Linked DNA regions of Gossypium hirsutum: region 2 is linked to region 1. Evidence: chromatin contacts called from public Hi-C data. All regions are on one chromosome and are shown on one strand. The core of a region is the stretch at or near the end of the contact, and the rest is flanking DNA. Distances in the headings are between cores, read along the strand shown.

Evidence for each region. A called contact is a pair of places that touch in the nucleus more often than the background predicts.
Region 2: a Hi-C map of leaf shows a contact between it and region 1, with 5 times the contacts expected there. The contact joins the enhancer-like site here to the promoter of LOC107950642 in region 1. A contact is called at or near these places in 5 of 34 Hi-C or Micro-C datasets (callus, hypocotyl, leaf and 1 more).

The regions. Positions count from the first base shown.
Region 1 is chrD01:50,019,404-50,024,117 of Gossypium_hirsutum_v2.1, forward strand. LOC107950642 (CTD small phosphatase-like protein 2) reads right to left here and starts at 3,317. Exons shown (of 7, transcript XM_016885524.2): 1 at 3,108-3,317; 2 at 2,005-2,212; 3 at 1,682-1,818; 4 at 1,364-1,448; 5 at 818-1,231. The coding sequence starts at 2,161.
Region 2 is chrD01:50,286,822-50,291,678 of Gossypium_hirsutum_v2.1, forward strand. No RefSeq gene overlaps it. Among protein-coding and RNA genes, the nearest start is that of LOC121214243, 46 kb to the left of the region's middle. Within about 2 kb of position 2,395, at least 7 of the 9 cell types and tissues checked have an H3K27ac peak or open chromatin away from gene starts, as enhancers often do. A contact at or near this core is called in leaf, where this site is marked.

The DNA.
Region 1 (4,714 bases), core at 2,067-4,566:
TAAAAAGGTCTTAAATTTTTTAACTAATGATACTTAAAAAGGTCTTCAAATTTATTAAGTAAAAAGGCAGTTGTAAGTTCAGATATGCTTTAAATATTAAGGGAAAGAGCCAAGGTTTACAGAATTGGACCGGTAGTCAAACCAGTCAGACCACCAGTTCCCAGTCCGACTAATTCATCCGGTTTGATTAAATAAATTATTAAAAAATTCAGAAAAAGGAAAAAACAGGTTCAACCGCTTTTTAACCCAGTTCAACCGGTCCGTACAGTTTGCAGGTCAATAAGTCTAACCCTTCTAAACAGACCAGTACCCATCCAGTTCTTGGTCCAACTGACCAATCCAGTCCGGTTCAAACAACATTGGAAAAAACTTCTCTTTGGGCACATACTTTTCCCAAATATTCCAACCATAACAAATTGTGTCAGTACGCACTAAGCAAAGAAATATTCAGTTTACAGTCCAGATTTTGCGACTTATTAGTGCAGACAGATGCTGCCACAAAATTGACTGGAAGCAGAAAAACGATGAGGAGCATAAACAGCAGAAATTACTATAACATAATTAGCTAATTATCCAAGCAGAAATTAAGAGTCAGATTTTTCTGCTGTTATGTTTTAGAAATTACTATAACATAATTAGCTAAATCTTCTTTCAAGCTCTTAGACTAGACAAGTTTTAGCTTTATATTTAAATCAGAAATGACAGGACAACTTGTTTGAAGACTTAAGGGTCAGAATTCAGATTTTAAAAGTACTGAGAAAATTGCAACTGGAAGCATAAAAGTTCATCCAATTTAATTATCCAAAAGTATTCTCACCATCCAAGTCCAAGACAAGAGTGGTAGGAGGGCAACTTCTGGTCTGCTTGGGTAGCAGCACAGGCCGGAAAGCAGGAATAACAGATGACAGCTCCGGTAAGTTCTTCATAAACAAGTAAGGATCAAAGTCATCAAATTCCTCATAGTATTCATCCTCCACACAAACATCAGTTGACATAGAATCTTGACCATACTCATCAATACATTCCAATTTTGAGTTTTTCATAGCCAGGTATATGGCTGAAACTTCAGATGAAAGGACAGCTCCAGAATCTGCAGTACAAATCACAGGATCCGTGTCCACAACAAGCATCTCTGCTTCAGAAGTAGACTTAAGAGTTTCTCCAGTGATATTAGCACCCAGCAAATCAACCTGTGAATCCTCTATTCCCCGATCTTGATGGATTTTTGAGTCTTACCTCCAAAAGAATTTGACAAAGTCAAACTAAATAGGATAATTAATATATGCATTAAGATCACATAAAAGAAAGAGCGCATAATAGGTCTTACAATTCATATGCGTGCAAACACACACAAATAACCTACCTGCACCTGCAATCTCTGATCCGCAAATCTTAGATATGTGAAAGCCAGGGGAAAATATGGTACCTGACATATGGTGATCAGTGCCCTGCAACACAATTAAAGAAATAAGCAAAATCTCAACAGCATAGATGGTTTCCTTTTATTTTTCTTTAATTGCTTTCTCATAGGAACTTCACATCTTCCTAATTAACTGACACAGGCAAAAGTCATTTTGAGTAAAATTAAGATAAAGCGTCATAGTCAATCACTCCCATCCCTTTGCAACCACAAAGAGGCTAAATAATATAAAGAAAATAAGAAAAGAGTTAGACAAATTACCTTCTGATCTACATGAGCACCATTAACCACATCAAACCCCAGACAAGCATCAGAAGCATCATCATGCGACAACCCATATCTAGCATTTAAATTTGTAGCTCCATCAGGCACTTCATTTTTCTTTGGGAATGCTCTGGCTGAAATTTCATAAATTTTATTAACATAGCAAATTTGACAGTTAAATACAGACTTTGACTTGGAAACCACAAATTAAAACTATCAAAAGAATTTTAATTTTGCCAAAATCAAGAACATGTAAAGCATTATCACTGCAACATTTGCCTTCTAATTAAACGAATAATGAGGTAAAATTAGCAACATACCAGGTTTTTGCTTCCTAACAGAAGATGTAATTAGCTCTGTTACTTTCTTCTCTGGACCTTGTACCTTTTCAGATATCTTCTTCTCAGCTCTTGAAGCCTTGGGACTGGTATGATCTCGGGAAGCATTTCTTCCAGAAATTCTTTTCTTTGTTTGCATTGGACCAAGAGTTTCACCCCAATCTTCAGGATACTATCACTACCCAGCGTACTTGAAATAAATAATTTAAATGTCCAGCGTTATGATTCAGATTTCAAAGCATTTAGAATACACTAAAATTTTAGAAATAAACTTGAACTTCTGTCAATCTGTCATACTACGTTCTGGCTGTTTACTGTCGACTGAAACAATTAAAATAAAAGCCATGTAAAATCTTTAGTAACTTTTATTTAAAAATATTTTTTTTAAATAAAGCAAATTATCCTGAAAGACTCCTAGCATATGTAAGCAATCTCGTGAAAAAAAAAAAAAACAACTGAGCCTTTCCCATTTAAAATCGTTGACAATCAAAACCAGATCATACCAGAATTCTTCACCTAATTTTTGTGTACAAAATCCAGGCTCTGGTTCTGGAATATTAACTTACCACACTATAGTCCCTTAAGAATTCAAACTTCCCTACAACATTCAAGCCAACTTCAACATGATAAATACAAAGGACCCGAAAGAACAGCAAATTACTAGTGTGAAAACAATCCACATCTACATGAAAACCATAATAGGACATTATCCAGAATGAACATTGCAGATTTGGATGAAGAAAACTAGAGCAAACCATTCCACTTAAATCATCGAATGAGGACAAAAATTTAAAACCCTAACACACACCAGCTCCCCCAAATAGAACACTAAAGCTACAAATTTTTGCAAACAAAATCCAGAGATAGAGAAATGCATCAAATCAACTAAACCCTATTCATTCCAACAAGGATCGTCGAACCAGTACAAAAACGGAGCAATTAACTTAATGTAAAATAGTGTTTGCATGAACGAAAATTTAAACCCTAGAGAGAGAGAAAGGTCATGGAAACAAAGCAGTTAGCAACAACTAAACCAACGAACTTGAGCTATTTAGTAACTTAAGCTAAGAAAGAAAATTGCTTACCAGATAAGATAAAATAACAAAAATGGAGACAAAGAGAGGTGCAAAAATGAGTAAGTAGAACCCTAAATTTTGTTAGAATTAGAAGGAAGGAGCTTAGTTTTGGGTGTTTTGGTTTCTTTGGAAATTTGCTTTCCCTCCAAAGACGGGGAAAGAGAGGGAAAACGAAGAGGAGGATCGATTTTTTTTTTCTTTTTTGCCTGAATAATAGGTTAGATAGAAAAATAAAATAAAAATGGAATTTTAGTTTATTTTTCATTAAAATATTTTTCAAAATACATGTTCTTATCAGAAAATCACCTACTCGCGATTGATGTTGAAAGGAAGGTACGCGCTGCACAATACTTAATTGGATAACGTGGCCTTAAGACATGGCGAGTGATTATGATTGGGAGAGTAAGAATTGAGCTCTACCAAGCTTAAAACGACGCCGCTGAAGACGTTTCTAATTTAGAGTGGAGGGAGATATTTTAATTTGTTTTTCTTTCCCTTTTTAAATTTTATTTTACGTCCGCAGGCGCTTACAATTTTTATGTTGCTTCTTTAAGGATGCCTATACTTATTAAATTAATTTCGTGAGCCCAAATTTTTTCTCTAGTTCCGTAGTTCCTAATTAACCCCAACCCCACCCCCACCCCCACCCCCCACGCCTTTAATGTACACTTTTATTTGCTAAATTTAGCTTGTTAGATAATATAGTTTTATGAGAAACTTCATTTTGATAATGAAAATTAATATAAATACTAAAAATTCTATTATATAGAATATAGATTTGTGTTAAAAATAATATATAATAAATAATGAAATGTATAATTTAAAATTAATTAATAATAAATGAAATATGTACAATCTTAAAAATAAAATATCAAATTAAATTCTAAGTAAAATGAAACATAAACACATGAATACACCAAATTAAGAATACTAAATGAATGCAATTATTTATCACAGTGTGTTGTCATCAATCTTAAGTGGATGTCGAGTTAATTTGTGACATCATCTCAAACAACATTATTAATATATACAATTGATGGAGGTAATAAATTGTGCATATTAAAATAAAAATGTATGAATAACATTAGAATAAAGTTTTATTAATCTAATTAGTGTAGATTCAAATCAAACTATATGCATATTCTTATTAGTTTTTGATAAAATAAAATAAAAACTAAAGTTCTCTCAAATAATATAACTTATTTTAATTACGAAAGAATATTTCCGTAATTTTTCAAATCAAGTTGGTGCCCGATTGACTTGTGACATCAACTCAATCAAAGACTTCAATAGTAATATAGATGTTCATTTTTTACGATATATATTTTTAAAATTTTATTACTCAATGTAAAAATACTTTATTTTTTTATAATTTACAAATTACTCTAATATATATTTATCCACATTTATAGTATCTATCTATTCTATTGTAAAATCTTTTATTATAAGCCAATTGAGTTTTATCTCGATTGGCATCAGCATTGTTGTGAGTGAGTTCAAATATGTGAAAACACATTTATCCTCCTATTTAAGGGTTGAGGAGAGTTATGGTCTAATTTTTAGGCATTATATACACAAAAAAAACTCAATTAGAAAATTATTTAAAAATAACTTTG
Region 2 (4,857 bases), core at 1,145-3,644, 270 kb after region 1:
TTAATGGTTATATTTTACAATTTTAATGAATTAATTTAACTTTAAAATGTTCTTTTCATAGCCAATTAGGTGATTTTTAATTTATAACTAATTAGTTATGCTTGGTTTTTTTATCAATTACTTTTTCTTTAAATTCTTTTTTTTTGTAAGTTACAATTTTTCTTTATATATGTATATATATATTTGTTTTTAATGCTACCATTGCAGAAGCTTTCATTTTTTTGTAAGTTGTTAGAGGGCAAATCTAAGCAAATAGTATAGTTGATTGTTCAAGAGAATAGAAAATGATTTATTTGACCTTGAAATAAAGGGAGATAAATTTGACAGTTTAGTATCATTTAATGAAAAAATACTTTAAATACTAATTTAAAAATCAAAATATAATTTAGGGGTTAATTTGAAAATAAACCAAAATTGTATTACTAAAATCCATCTTAAACAATCAAAAAATTTATTACTAAAATTTACTATAAAATATTACTATAACATTAAAGAATTATAAATTACATCAACTTATAATTTTTGGTACAAATAGACTAAATAGAATTTGTATATACAAAGAAAAATAACTTTTCTCATATATTCTTAAAGATTCGCGATTCAAATTTTAATTGTATTAGTAAAAGTTGGTATTGAAATTTTAAATGTTAAGTCTAAGTGTGATTGCGTATAAACCATATATAAATTCTCTTTCAAATTTATTTTGATTAATTAATTTAAGTTAAATTATTAAAATTTATTGCTATTTTTTTATAAAAATATTTTAATATATAATCAAACCACGCAAAAGGTCTAATATTCCTAATATAATATATTTTCAGCTCTAAAGAGTCATTAGGATTAAATAAGGTTAAAAGTGTCTTTTACAATTATCTATATCTATTCTTAATATATATTTTCAATTCTTTCTTAAAAAAGTGTTTTATTTTTTTTAAAGAAAAAACATTTTATTTTTAATCTATAGATATACTCAATTGAGTTTTAAATATTATTGATAAAAATATTTGATTTTCAATTAGCATTAAATATTTTTCTAAAGCTTAAACGTCTCCCAAAAAAATCTTTTCTCTAAAAACTCTATAAATATTTTATTTTTTTGGTTTTTTATTAATTTTCATTTTATTGATATTAATATCTAAATAATATATATTAATAGGTTAGTATTGAAAATTAATATTCTCTAACTATTTTTAGATTTAATTTTTTTTGTAACCGTTAAAATTTATTCTTTGCTTCGTTGTAGTGGTTAATTATATATTAACGTTATAATCTATATCTTATATATTTTCAGTTTTTACCTTAAAGAGATTTGTATGCACATTATTGTTTTTAATATCATGGAATGAATGATTTTTTTTTACTTTAAAAAACGTCATTTTTTTAAATTTAATATTGAAATTGAATCTTTTCATTCATGAATGGTTTAAATTTTTAAAAATTTTCTTTGATTACTTTGTTTATAATTATACTTTTTATTTTGACTATTGGTGACTTACCCATTTAAACAACGAATAAAGTGAAGAAAATAAGAATTGAAAATATCGAACACGCAAATTTTACGTGAATAAACTCATCAAAAGAGGATAAAAAATCATAGACAAAAGTGAATTTCACTATAATAAAGGAGAGTACAAAAGACGAAGAGAATTAAAAGAAAAACCTGAAGCCCCACAAGAAAAACCCTTCAAAACAAATAATAAAATTCTCTCAATCTAAATATTTTGTTGTTATAAAACCTAGATTAACTAAGGCCTATTTATAGGCTGAAATTTATATTATATACGACTACAACAACTTTTTTTTTTGAAAGAATGACTGGGTATTTATTATGAATTAAAAAGAATAATCCAATCAGCTCAAATCAAAGGGCCCAAGTCAAAGCAATAAACAGAAAAAGAAACAACCTAATTTTCGGCCTAAACAATCAGAAAAAGACAACCCTCTAAAAACGTCTATCAAAAACCTAGATAATTAAAAAGAAAAACAAAAGCATTAAATGAAATTAAAATCAACCGAACGAAATCCTATCCCAGTCAATAATCAGAACAGCTGGAAACCATAAAGGCTATTGAAGAGTCATTTCCAAGGTCCCATCTGTTGTGTCGATAGCTCTTCTCTACAGATTTAAACATCATTAAGCTATCTGTATTGGATGTTGCTCCTTCACCCATTTCTTCAATCCGGATTTCTTTGCCAATCTTCATCCAAGGTTGAAATATGACGTTCCAGTTCTTCTCCTATCAGGTAAATGTTTTCTTCTTTCGCAAGAGCTTTCTTTGCTAGACCATGTGCATGTGTGTTTTCTGATCTATGGATGTGCTTAAAAGTAAGATCTTGAAAAAAGGATTTCTTGTTTGAATATCTTTTATAATGGCACCTATTACCGATTTGTCTGTTGAAGTCGCCTTGCTCTTCTTTATGACGGTTTTTGAGTCTCCCATAATTCTAACTGACTGAGATCCTAATGCAATCCCTAATTTCATGCCTTCTAAACATGCATATGCCTCTACCGCGAATGGTGAGGGGACATTTCTATGGATAACTGTTTTTAACACTAGTAGATTTCCCCTCATATCCCAACCTACTAATCCAGTCGCTGATTTGGAGGTTCTACTGTCCAGTGCTGTATCAAATTTGATCGATATTCTCGGTACATTTTCCTGTATTCTGTGACTCTTGAAAATTTTCTCAGTTTTCTTCACAGCATTTATTCCTTCATATTCTGCCATATGTCTTTGAATATTCTGAGCTAATCCCCTTCCTGTTGAATTTTTCCCCTCGTGAATGAGTTTGTTTCTAAAGGTCCATATCAACCATAACGCATAGCAGAAAAGCCGACACTGGTAATAGTTGCTGTTCTTGAAAACCCAGGTTAGCCACTCCCATGTATTCTGACTCGTATTCTTCATGACCCATGATAAATTTAATGATTGCCACACTTCTCTTGTGAAAGGACACTCTCGGAAAACATTAAGACTCTCTTCTACTCCAGAATAACACCGTGGACAACAGGCAGTTGAAATGACCCTCCTCAAACTGAGATTACCAAGATGAGGGATATAATCCCATGAAATCCTCCAAATTGTAATTTCAATTTTTGAAGGCAATTGTTGGCTCCATAATTTTTTGTAAAATTTTTTTATTTCGGTCTGTAGTAAGTAGTCATTGGCTGTAGAAGCATCTTGTAATAATTTATAAGCACTACGTACTGAAAACTCACCAGATAGTTCTCCACTCCACACCTGAATATCCTCATGTTCGGTCTCTGCCAGGGGAATTTGTAGAATCTTCCGAGCAGTATCTTCTTGAAAGGTACTATTAATTAAGTCTAACTTTCATATTCTGCTTGAATTATCAATGAGGTCTGAAACTAACTGTAGTTCCCTTCTGTTTGTTCTATTATGTTCATCCACCTTATTGATCCCCTGAATCCAGTTGTCTTCCCAGATAGAAATGCTATTACCTTTACCAACTTTCCAACCCAATCCTCTTTGGAGTAGTCCTCTTGCTGCCCAGATGCTCTTCCAGGTAAATGAAGGTAAATTCCCCAACTCTGCATTTAAGAAACTTGACTTTGGGAAATATTTAGCTTTCAAAACTCTATCTAATAAAGAATTTGGAAAATTAATGAGACGCCAACCTTGTTTAGCTAATAACGCAATATTAAATTGACTAAGATCTCGAAAACCTAAGCCACCATTTAATTTTAGCAAACAAAGGTTTTTCCAAGTGCACCAATGAATTCCCCTTTTACCCCTTCCTTTCTGCTACCAGAATCTTGCTATAATACTCTCCATTTCATCGTAAAGAGCTCTCGGCAATAAGAAGCATGCCATAGAATAAGTTGGAATAGCTTGTAGAATGGCCTTAGCAAAAATTTCTCTCTCCTTGTGATAAAAACCTATTACTCCAGTTATCAATACGTTTTTTGATTCGATCCTTTAAACTCTGAAAAGCTTCTTTTTTCTTTCGCCCCACCATATTGGGTAGCCCTAAATATCTTTCAGGTTCACTTGTCCTACATACCCCTAACACATTTACCACCTGTATCCTATCCTCCAATGTGTTTTTACTGAAAAATATCGTTGATTTATCGAAATTTACACATTGTCCTGAGCAAACTTTGAATTCGCACAGAATATCCTTTATGATGTTTGCACCCCTCCTCGTTGCCTCTCTAAACAGTATGCAACCATCAGCAAATAAAAGATGAGATACCTGCGGACCGTATTCCTTTGAGACGATCTCTCTTCATTGCTAACCTCAGTAAGCTCGATAAACCTTCACCACATATCAGGAATAAAAACAGGCTTAATGGGTCGCCTTATCTAAGTCCTCTAGTTGGCATAAATTTATCTCCTCTGTGCCCATTTATGACAACTGAATAAGCAACGGATGAAACACATTTCATAATGGCATTTACCCAACTAAAATCAAACCCCATCCTTATCATAATCTCCTCTATAAAACTCCATTCAACCCTATCATAAACTTTACTCATATCGAGTTTAACGGCCATAAATCTTTTTTTCCCGTTCTCTTCTGCTTTAGCTTATGCAATATTTCATAAGCAAGTAATACACTATTTGATATTAACCTGCCTGGCACAAAAGCATTTTGGGCTTCATCAATACATTTGCCAATAACACTTCGAAATCTGTTTGCTAGTACCTTTGCTATAATTTTATAAAGTACATTGCATAAACTTATTGGCCTAAATTGCATTATAGTTAATGGGTTGTTGACTTTTGGCATAAGCACTATATTTGTAGAGTTTATCGGACTAACCTCCATATTTCCGTTTAGAATTTGTAGAAAAAAAGCTATGACATCATCTCCAACAATCTGCCAACACTT